Regions from separate parts of the Mus musculus genome. Here all the other regions are linked to region 2. Evidence: chromatin contacts called from public Hi-C and promoter capture Hi-C data. All regions are on one chromosome and are shown on one strand. The core of a region is the stretch at or near the end of the contact, and the rest is flanking DNA. Distances in the headings are between cores, read along the strand shown. Region 1 holds the start of Krr1 (KRR1, small subunit (SSU) processome component, homolog (yeast)). Region 2 holds the start of Ccdc59 (coiled-coil domain containing 59). Region 3 holds the start of Atxn7l3b (ataxin 7-like 3B).

Region 1 (3,426 bases), core at 881-3,380, 6.1 Mb before region 2:
ATCCAATAGCTACACGTTAACTCTACCCGAAGAGAACCATCCTTGATCTTGCAGCGTCAGCACACCTGTGGGAGTTTGTGGGCAAGGCCATCTGGGGCTCCATCTCAGGCAGAGTGAATCTGCATCTCTGGGGTGAGGCCCAGAGATCTGTGCTTAAACGTCATCCTGTCCTTAAACCACCGAGGTCTGAAAGGCAGGCCCTTGGCCCACGTTATTAGCCACAGGTAAGAAAATGTACTTTCTACTTCCACTCACTCTGCCACTTCTGGTTCAAACTCCTGACAATGGGTCCTCATAAACCACTCATTCTCCAATACCTTCTTTTTAAAAACTGCAAACTAAAATCCTATAAAAACTGGGAACATGGGCGGTTGTGGCACACGCCTCTAATCCCAGCACTTGGGAGGCAGAGGCAGGTGGATTTCTGAGTTCGAGGCCAGCCTGGTCTACAAAGTGAGTTCCAGGACAGCCAGGGCTACACAGAGAAACCCTGTCTCGAAAAACAAAAAAAAAAAAAAAACAAAAACAAAAACAAAACAAAACAAAACAAAACAAAAAGCAAGCAAGCAAACTCAGGCCCAGGGTTAAACCTTCCTAAGACAGAATGTGTGAACCCTAGTAGAGGAAAGGGAAGGGAACTAAGGCCACTTAGGACCAAGAATATCACTTGCTTATTAGGTTAGGGTGAAAGTCTAGCTATATAAGTACATCCAGGACCTCAAAATCAAAACACAACAACAACAAAAAAAATCACTGTAAATTTAGATCGATGAGCAATCTCAACTATTAGAGTTGTGCTGGCCCAGTTTCCCCTCCATGGTTGACTATACCCTCACGCTTTGAACGTAAACAAACCTTTCCTAAAACAGAAAAAAACCTGGCACAGCTCCTTCCGGTAGCATTAGCATAACTTGAAGATACCCTGCAATTGAGTTTCCAATCCTAAATTCCTACAGAGACCCTGAGGCATTACCAGAAGACATGCACAAAGGTGCTTACAAGAGCAAGCTGAAGGCAGAGCTCAAATGTCCGCCAACGACGGAATTTAAATATTACACAGCATCGTAAAGAATCAGAAGCTAAAGACACAGACAACATACATAGAGTACACAGCTCCATTCATTCTCCTATGATTCAAAAGGAGACAAAAATCGAAGCGTTTTGTTAAAAATCATAATAGCTGTAGATAGGTGACAGAAAGCTCGAACGAATTACTCCGGGTACCAGAAAGGAAGCTATATAGCATCTGTGATTGGCACATGGATAACTTGAGGAAGATGGTCTACTCATCCTGTCAATTCCTCAAGCGTTGGTTTGAAGCTTTTACCGGTGTCTATAGTCCCTGCCGTATTTTACGTACTTAGTTTTTAAAAGAAAAAAATTTTTCTTTTTAAATTGAAGGTAGGTAAAAACCAAACTCTCATCAAAACGGAAAGAAGCAATCAAACTAGAGCAGCCAAAAATCAAACTAGGGGTTAGAGCTAAAGACTGAGAGCTGTGTCATTTAGCAACTTAATAATCAGATAAAAGTTCTGACAAAACTTCCCATTGAGCTCCGTCCCCACCTTTCCCCGTCCGCCTCCCTCATCACCATCGGCGCTCGCAGGACACGAAGATTCTCCCACCTGATCCTGATCCGCATCCTCTCAACCTCCCCTCCCCAAAGCTCAAGGCAGAACTGCCGCGCCTTCCACAATCTCTGAGTCCTCACACTTTTACCGGGGACAGAAGGCGCATCGGGTACACTTGCCAGGGACGGTCGCTGGCAAAAACACTGCGTTAGCTGCACGTGGCCGGCGCAGCCATCAACACCCGCAACCCTCGGCTACCCCGGCTACCGCAGGCACTGCACAGCCTAAAAGAGGCTCAACCCAAGTGCGCGGCCAAAGAAAGAGACAAAGATGCTTCGAGATCCGCCAGCTCCGGGCTTCGGGTCTCGCACTGCCTCACCTTGGGTCTCACGCTTCTGTTTCTGCGGCTGAGAGTCACGTTTTTGAGCTTCTTTGGCAGGCGCCTCCGCAGAAGTTGCCATCGCAAAACTGCTTCCGGCGGCCCCGGAAGTGGAACTGTTCTTTAAGATCCCGCCGGCTACAATGTGTAAAAGGCAAAACGAGTTCCGGATAATCCCTATGAGACCTGCGTGGTCTCTGCTCTGACGAACAGGAAGCCGATGGGGCGGGGACGGGGGGGAGCGTGACACTTCCTTCCCAGGATGCATTGCAACCTCGGTGTTGCACGCTGGGAATGGTAGTTTTCTTGTATCAAGCTCTAAATTGTAGCTACTTGTATAGCCCTGTGGGAACTTCTTTTTTGAGAGGGGAAGGGAAGGAAAGGGAGAGAAAGGGAGCGAAGGAGAGGAGAGAGAAGAGAGGTGGGTGAGGGTGAGGGAGAGAAGGGAGGGGAAATTATTAAAATTCTTATTTGAGGGGGATTAGAAATCTAATGAAAATGGCGAATTGTATCAAAAATCTACCCAAACTTTGCTACCACTCTTTAGCCCATTTGAAAACCTACCATGAGTTTTGCATTTTAAATCTCTCAACTTCCAGATTGGTTTTAAAAGACTTTTCTGTTCTATTTTTATTTATTTGTTTGCTTGCTTGTTTTGTTTATTTTGGGTTTATGAATCGAGGCCACTGTGTATCCTTCACTAGCCTGGAACATGCTATGTAGACCTGGCTGGCCTCAACGTCATAGTGATCTTCCTGCTTATGACTCCAGAATCTGGGATTAAAGGTGTGTACCACCACACCGGTCTTCAGCATTCAAATGTTTGGGGTTTTTTGGTGGGGGCTGGAGGGAGCTATTACCAAAACTTTATTGTTTATTATTCTTACATCATAGCTTTAAAAGGCTTAGAATATAGTCAGTAAAAACAGCAAAAAAATATTAGCACAAAAATATATTCACTAAATTAGATGCTAAGATGTGAAGAGATGTAACCAGGGTCTGAAAACACACTAGGACCTCTCCTTCTGGACCATGCTCTCCCCAACCTCCAGGAAATATTTAATAAGCACATGGGTCAATAAGCCAGATAAAGGAAAGAGGAGTACCCGCATATGCCTAGTAAAACTGAGAACAATACTTCAGGTGCTTAGATCGGTGGTTTTCAACCTGTGGATTGTGACTCCTTAGAGGGTCAAACTACCTTTCACAGGGGTCGTCTAAGACCATCAGAACGCACATGTATATAGACATTATAATTCATAACAGTAGCAAAGTTGGACGTAATAACGAAATGATTTTGTGGTTCAGGGATCACAGAAACATGCAGAACTATACTGAAGAGTTGCAGCATTAGGAAGGTTGGTAACCACTGGATTCGACTATGTTTTGAACAAATTTTAAGGGAAATTCTCTGTATGCAAACTGATGCCTCATAATGGTGCACCCATTCCAGTCTCTTTGAGAATCAAATGTAGT
Region 2 (3,362 bases), core at 217-2,716:
AAGAAAAATCCTGATTCTTACAAATTTTTCCCTGTGTCGTCAGTAAAACATTCTTTACATTTAAAGTGAGGAATTTCTGAAGACGGAGGTGCTTACCTTCCTGTGTTCAGCTCTTCTGGCTGTGGCTGGTGACCACCTGGCGGTTCTTCAGAGGAAGTCTGCTCAGTGCTGCCCTCCTCTTCAGGCAAAGGCCGGTCAACCTGTTCTTCTGACAAAGCCAGGCCAGCCTTTCTTTGCTGTTTTCTGAGTCTTTCCTCTTCGGCCAGATAGAGGTGTTTCAGGTGCTCTGGGTAACGATCTGTGAACTGGGACTCCTGTGACGCTGGTGCCTCCTTCACCTTCCACAGCAATTTCTTGTAATTTTGCTGGATCTTCAGTTTTCTCCGAAATGCAAAACCTTGTCCTAACATTGAAGGATTTCAGTTACAATTACTTTAACAGAAAATGAAAACTAAATATTTTTTTCTTTTACTTTATATTCAAATGAGAGAATTACTTGGCTTTGCTTTAAAGATAAGGTTAGGCAACCATTTAATGGTACACTGAAGAGCAAGGTGGCCCTTTACCTAAATATAAGGGTAACAGCGAGTTGTCAGACATCACATTAAAAACTCTAAGTACAGTAAACTAAACTTTACTGCTCACCTTGAATTTAGACTCATATCCACAAATTACATTTTATTTAATCCACATACAATCTCACTTGGGTCTTCAGTAAACACTTAATAAATAAAGTAGAGTAGTCTAGTATTTTTCCCTTGGAGGATCTTACTAATCACTTATTTTCCAAAACACAACACAAAACAAAAGGGGGAGGTACTGTACAACTTTCTGAACACCTGTCGATTATTCTTAGATCGAACAAAAACCACTTAAGCATCTGACATGCAACGAGAGGCCTTCAAAGACAAGACATCGAATCGAATCTAAGGAAGGCAGCAGTATGAGACTGGAGGGCTACTGTGGTGTCTTTTGGTTATCAAAGCTTTGGGGCAGAGTATTTTAATGTAATATTGTATCTATATTACATACTTGCTGTAGTAGAGATGCAAGTATGTCTGGGTGCTTCTTAGCCAAGCGCACCTCTAGACGCCCCGTGTCTTCGCTTAGACCTGAGATCTGCGTTAAATCACTGAAGCTGACCGCACCGTCCGGTTCTCAGTCAAAGGACTGAGAAGCTCTCGGACTTGGCGAGCTTAGGAACGGCTTCCCCGATCTCAAGCCGGATCCCATCCTACTCCCTCGACTTCGGCGGGCCCGAGCGCTCCTCCACGGCTGTCCCTCCTTACCCTTGCGCACGCTCCCCCGGAAGGCTTGCTGGGGGTTCGGCCGCCAAGTCCTGCGCTTCCCATTCTGGTTTCCGAATCTGACCTGAGAGATCCCTTCCCCACGCGCCGCAAACCCTCCGGTCCGCCACTTGGAAGACGGCCGCGAAGGCGCCATCTTTTTCCACGGTGGGAGTTCCTGGAACGCCAGTGGACGCCGACCTAACACGTCACGAGGCGGAAGCAATCAATCGCCCAACCCGGCGCGTGCTCGGAGCTCGACTGCCTCAGCCTGAGCCGCTTCCGGCGGGGAAGAGAGGGGTCGCGCGGCCATGTTGGCGCCACCTGCAGCCCCGGAGGATGAGCGTCATGGCGGCGGCCTGCCCTCTGCCCAGGACCCCGGACCTGCCCACGCTGCACGACAAGTTACAGGGCTTGCTGAGCTTCCTCAGGGGCGCCCTGGCCATTTCCAGCGCGCACACGGTGGACTTCTACACCAAGTCGGTCTGGCAGGAGCTGGTCGACCTGCCCCCTGAGAGCGTGCTGGCGGCGCTGAGGGAGTCGGCGGTGGAGGCCGAGCCGCGCGAGGCAGAGACGGGATCAGGTGACTGGCGGGGCGGGCGGGGCGGGCGGGGCGGGGGCTGTCAGCGCGCCCCCTGGTGGAACTCGGCGGAAGTGGCAGGGACTTGAAGGATGCTGTTACCTAGGAGATGAATTGGAGGGAGCTGAATAGCGAGGATGGATGGAGACGGGCGGGGTCCCCTCTGGGTTCTAATCTGGGTGTTGGTCAAGTTCCACAACTTAAAGTAGTCAACCCGGGGAAGAGGCGTTCCTTCATTTATTGATTCAACAATTTAGTTTTGAAAACATCTAAAGGCTGTGTGATGATCAATACAAAGTAGAAGTGGACTTGGGGGACCAATAAGAGCCAGTTCCTACTCGGCACAAGGTATCGTGGATTAGGATGGTGATAGTGAAAGCTTTGAGTGCTCGCTAGTTAATTTGAAAACACACCTTTAATTCCCAGCACTTGGGAGGCGGAAGCGGAGGCAGGCAGATTTCTGAGTTCGAGGCCTGCCTGGTCTACACAGAGAAACCCAGTCTCGGGGAAAAAAAGAAGAAGAAGAAGAAGAAAACTGTATTTTCAATATCAGTTATGCACCCTGGTGTTTTCTAGGCTCTGGAGTTTGATACCCGCAAGAAACTTAGATTCTACCAACTTAGATTCTATTCTGGAAATAGAGGAACAGGAACAGTAGCAGCTACTGGAATTGCTTGTGCTTTGCTTCCAGGTGTTCCAGATGTTGTCAGCATTAGTGAACTTACTTAATCACTGAAGCAGCCTGTAAATGCAAAGTGCCCCGGGGGCGGAGGTAGGGGCCATGGAGGGGGGGGGGTTATAATGGTAGAACTTAAGACACATTGGTTCTTGGGCAATAGTTCCTGGTTGTTGGAAAGTTAGACACCCTTTCAGTTTGCTCCCATAGTATTCTGCGTTGATAACCTGGTACATAAACTTGTAGAAAGCAGGAACCGTATTTGCCTTAACCAGGATTCCAACGTGTGGGAAACTATTTGGCATACATTAAGTACTCTATAAAATATTTGTTGAAAAAAAGTGACTCTTGTTGGCTTTCAAAAAGAAAAAAAAAACGAAGAAAATACAAGAAAACAAAACTTTTAAGTGCAGAGCAAACCTTTGTTTAACTTTGTCTCTTCCTGATGGGCTATTACCTTATATATACTAATAGCTTGATTCATTGGTGCCTATTGTATGTTCTGCAGTTTGCTTTTGCTAAAAGTTTTTTTTTCCTGTTTCCTCTGTGTGTGTGTGTGTGTGTGTGTGCAAAAGTCTGAGTACCAATTCAGAGACTAGACTCTGGACGTGATAACTTTTTGAGTTTTATGAATTCCCAGCTGTTTTTTGAGCTGACTTATTGGAAGCAGTCCTTCGGATTTTGTCATCTAGTTCTGTGAAGAGACAGCATGGTGCGATGCAGGCAGACATGGCTGGAGAAGGAGCTAAATAAGGGCCTTACATCTTTTCTTTTTTCTTTAAGATTTTTTTTTTCTTTTCCTGATTACACTGTAGCTGTC
Region 3 (3,547 bases), core at 615-3,114, 7.1 Mb before region 2:
CCCACAGTATAAGATTAAGAAAAACAATCTCCTATTTGTTTTGTCAAATTAAGGGAACAAAGATTTTTCAATGACCTGGCATGAACAAATTATACATCGATAATGACAAAGGACAGTTGTCTGTTAATAAGAACTTTTGTTTGGCAATAAATGTGTTAGCACCAGCAAATGTCAAAGCATGCTAGACATGAAGCTAGACAGTCAGACCCAAACCAAGACCTGCAGAAAAAAGTCTAAACTTCACAAATGTCTCTGAATTTGTACTAGACCTGGAAAGTAGAGTTTTACACTTAGTTTGAAGAGGAAAGAGTTTAAAGCAAAGATGCTTGAAGTCCTAACTATATTTTCTTTATCTAACTAGGCAGTCTGTACCACTGTATACATCATGCAAGCACCATGTGAAAATTCTTATACGTATTGCTATGTGTCTCACTACAAAACTATGTGATGACACCTATTCCTGAAATGTCAAGAAAACAGATCCCAATACAAGATTCGCATAGGCATCTACTGTAGGAGGCAGTCTGATTCAGTAACATGTACTCTTAAACATTACATGGTTTATTGTATGTCCAGATCCCACAATGTGTCAATACGTTAATTTTTTGAATCTAGAACATCTAGATTATACAAAAGTCCAATTTTTTTAAAGTTCTGTCTTTTTTTAAATTAAAAAAAAAGAACTCTGGGCAGAAAAAAATTAAGTAGCATAAGCTAAATGATTTGTATCTGCCAATTTGTGAGATCTAAATTAATTAAATAGACAACTAGAAAATACAGTTGTTTACAAATAGTTTGCACTCTAAATCAATCAGTGTAAGGTAATTCTGTACTGAGGAAAATATGATCATCTTATGCTTTTCTCTAATCTGGAAATCTTGCATAAGAAAGCTATAAAGGAGGATTTGAGTTTTTCCTTAGCCACAGTTCTTTCTGATAAATTGCAAAAGTAGAGCAGTTGCAGAGGAGGATCAAATAATGAACAAGAAAGAAAAAAGTAAAGAAAGAATACAGTGATTTCCTTATGTTTGAATTCACAACTAATCTTTTTAGGAATAGCTAGCTAGCATCTTCTGATCCATTGTGGTTAGTAGTGTGTTTTATCAGTGACAGAATAAGGACTTGCTTGAGTCAAATGAGAAAAGTTGTTAGGAGCTGGCTGCAGAGGATTTGGTGGGACGGTTCCAGTTCTCACAGTGAAAGCAGTGTAACTTTAGGAAAGTCTTCCCCCTCCTCTTTGCCTCCCCCAAACTAAGCGCACATCATTTTTATCTTGTAGCACATTTGGAGACGTATATAATCATTTCTTTACAGTCACGCTGACTTAATGGTCTTATAAGTGAGATAAATGCCTTAGGTTTATTTGATCAATATATTTGAATTATGCCTTTAGTGTCAGGATTCTAGTTGTTTTCATTCAAAGAAAGCCTCAAAGATAAACTATAGGGCAATTTGTTTCCTTGCATCATCTAGTGGATTTAAATGACAACTGCGGCAGTACTGTAAATTACTGCAAGCCAATCCTGTACGTCAAATTTTCAGTCGTATGTGGATAAACATGCCTGAAATCATTATTCGATTGATTACACAACTGGACAAGTAATTATTATTCCTCCTTTTACGTAAGAAATCATTGAAACACAGGTGAACGCATTAGTGAACGTTTAAAGCCCTAAACAAAATACCATAGCATCGTCGATAACATTTTATGAACCGGGAGAGAGAAAAAGACACAGGCAGGAATGCCAGTTGTCGCCACTGGCTCGCACAGACCAACAGTGCTCCCAGGCCAGCGAACTGCGCCAGAGCCCGAGCCCAAGCCCAGCCTCCGCGCGGAGCCAGTGCGCAGGCGCAGCACCGGGCGGAAGTGGGGGGGCGGGCCCAGACTGTCAGCGAGAGGAAGAGGCCCGAACGGCTGGGTGAGGCGCCGAGACGGTTTTCGCGGCGAGCCGGGCTCGGGTGCAGCTCAGAATCCCGAACTTGGGTGATCGTCGCAGCCGAGCGAGCGTTGGGGCTCCGGAGCGGCGGTTGCTGTCGCCGCGGACGCCGCCGTCGTCGCCGTTGCCGTCCCGGAGGACGAGGCCCGGAGAGGCCTTGCAGGCCTAGCGGAGCCCGAGTGTGCCGTGAGTAAAGCCAGCGCCCTCCGCACGGTCGCTTGCCGGTTAAGATGGAGGAGATTTCGTTGGCCAACCTGGATACTAACAAGCTGGAGGCCATCGCCCAGGAGATCTATGTAGACCTGATAGAGGATTCCTGCCTGGGCTTCTGCTTTGAGGTGCACCGGGCGGTCAAGTGTGGCTACTTCTACCTGGAGTTTGCAGACACTGGGAGCGTGAAGGATTTCGGCATCCAGCCAGTGGAGGACAAAGGCGCGTGCCGCCTCCCGCTCTGCTCCCTTCCTGGGGATCCCGGGGACGGGCCCCAGACGGAGCTGCAGCGTTCACCTCCGGAATTCCAGTAGTCACCACCTGAGAGAGGGCGACACAGTGACCAGGACAATAATAGAGACTGGTCCCCGTGGCTTTGGAGGAATAAGCTAAGTTGGAGAGAAAAAAAATTAAATCAACAAATAAAGGAAAAGCAAACAAAAGTCCCATTTACCCCCCTTCAAGATCTTAGCATTAAAATACAAAAAAAAAAAAAACCGAGAAGGCGTAAAACGAACAAAACACCCAAAGAGGAGAATTTAGGAATCCCGGTCCATTTGAAAGGGTCTCCCATGCCAGCTCTGAAATCCTGGGCAGAAGAAGGTCCAGAGGCGTCGTGCTGTATTTTGAGCTGTATAAAATACATGTGGATGTGCAAGGACCCTGAACTGTCCTCGGTACACAGGTGAGCAGCTGTGTACCCAGCCTATACAATTCTATTTGTTTCTCAGATTCTGCATCTGCCTGATGTCATGGGCCTCCTTCGAAGTTTTAGATGGTGTTGATGGTCAGGCCCTGATCAGTCAGCTTCGGTGGACTGCTCCTCTGATTTCTAAGCCTCCAATTGGGCCTCTTTGATACAAATAGAAGTCAGGTATGTGACTTAAATACTAAAAATATTAATATTCCCGTTTGAATTCGATGGGAAGCCCTTGTGCCCTTGTCTTCAAGAAGTTCCAAATCACCTGTTTTCCAAAGGTCCAGCATTTTGTGGGGACAAGGCCTTGCCTTTGGCTCATCAGAAGACCTGTCTTTCCATCCTACTGAGTGGCAAAGGTTTGGCAAAGGACAAGGTGGTTTTCAAACAGCTGAAGATTTTCTTTTGATGCTATGAGGATGAAGTGTACCTCCGCGACTGCACATCATGTCCAACTGGAAGACTCATGTCTTGAATTACATACTGCGGACATAAGTTTGGTGGGACGGTTTTTTCCTACTTTTGAGTTACTGGTGATGTAACCAGCCCATGGGTCTGACTTGATCATTATGACAGGTCGCTGCCCTCCAGTGGTACCACTGACCTACAGAAGGACATCATGGCAGAGCAGGAGGCTGTTTAAAAATTGAGCCAGGAGGGAACTTTTTTCCATCTGCCTTCAATAATGTGAATGAGTTTAATG

Evidence for each region. Promoter capture Hi-C pulls out the DNA fragments that hold promoters and counts their contacts. A called contact is a pair of places that touch in the nucleus more often than the background predicts.
Region 1: a contact with region 2 is called in a promoter capture Hi-C map of pre-B cells. The contact joins the promoter of Krr1 here to the promoter of Ccdc59 in region 2. A contact is called at or near these places in 2 of 39 promoter capture datasets (liver and pre-B cells) and 3 of 484 Hi-C or Micro-C datasets (CD4 T cells, CD8 T cells and cardiomyocytes).
Region 3: a Hi-C map of muscle stem cells shows a contact between it and region 2, with 5 times the contacts expected there. The contact joins the promoter of Atxn7l3b here to the promoter of Ccdc59 in region 2. A contact is called at or near these places in 2 of 39 promoter capture datasets (liver and pre-B cells) and 2 of 484 Hi-C or Micro-C datasets (CD4 T cells and muscle stem cells).

The regions. Positions count from the first base shown.
Region 1 is chr10:111,971,399-111,974,824 of GRCm38.p6, reverse strand. Krr1 (KRR1, small subunit (SSU) processome component, homolog (yeast)) reads right to left here and starts at 2,130. Exons shown (of 10, transcript NM_178610.4): 1 at 1,951-2,130. The coding sequence starts at 2,032.
Region 2 is chr10:105,839,583-105,842,944 of GRCm38.p6, reverse strand. Ccdc59 (coiled-coil domain containing 59) reads right to left here and starts at 1,466. Exons shown (of 4, transcript NM_025602.3): 1 at 1,290-1,466; 2 at 97-403. The coding sequence starts at 1,443. It overlaps Mettl25 (methyltransferase like 25), which reads left to right and starts at 1,565. Exons shown (of 12, transcript NM_207522.2): 1 at 1,565-1,869. The coding sequence starts at 1,626.
Region 3 is chr10:112,927,343-112,930,889 of GRCm38.p6, reverse strand. It overlaps Atxn7l3b (ataxin 7-like 3B), which reads left to right and starts at 1,864. Exons shown (of 1, transcript NM_001033474.2): 1 at 1,864-3,547. The coding sequence starts at 2,168. The coding sequence ends at 2,461.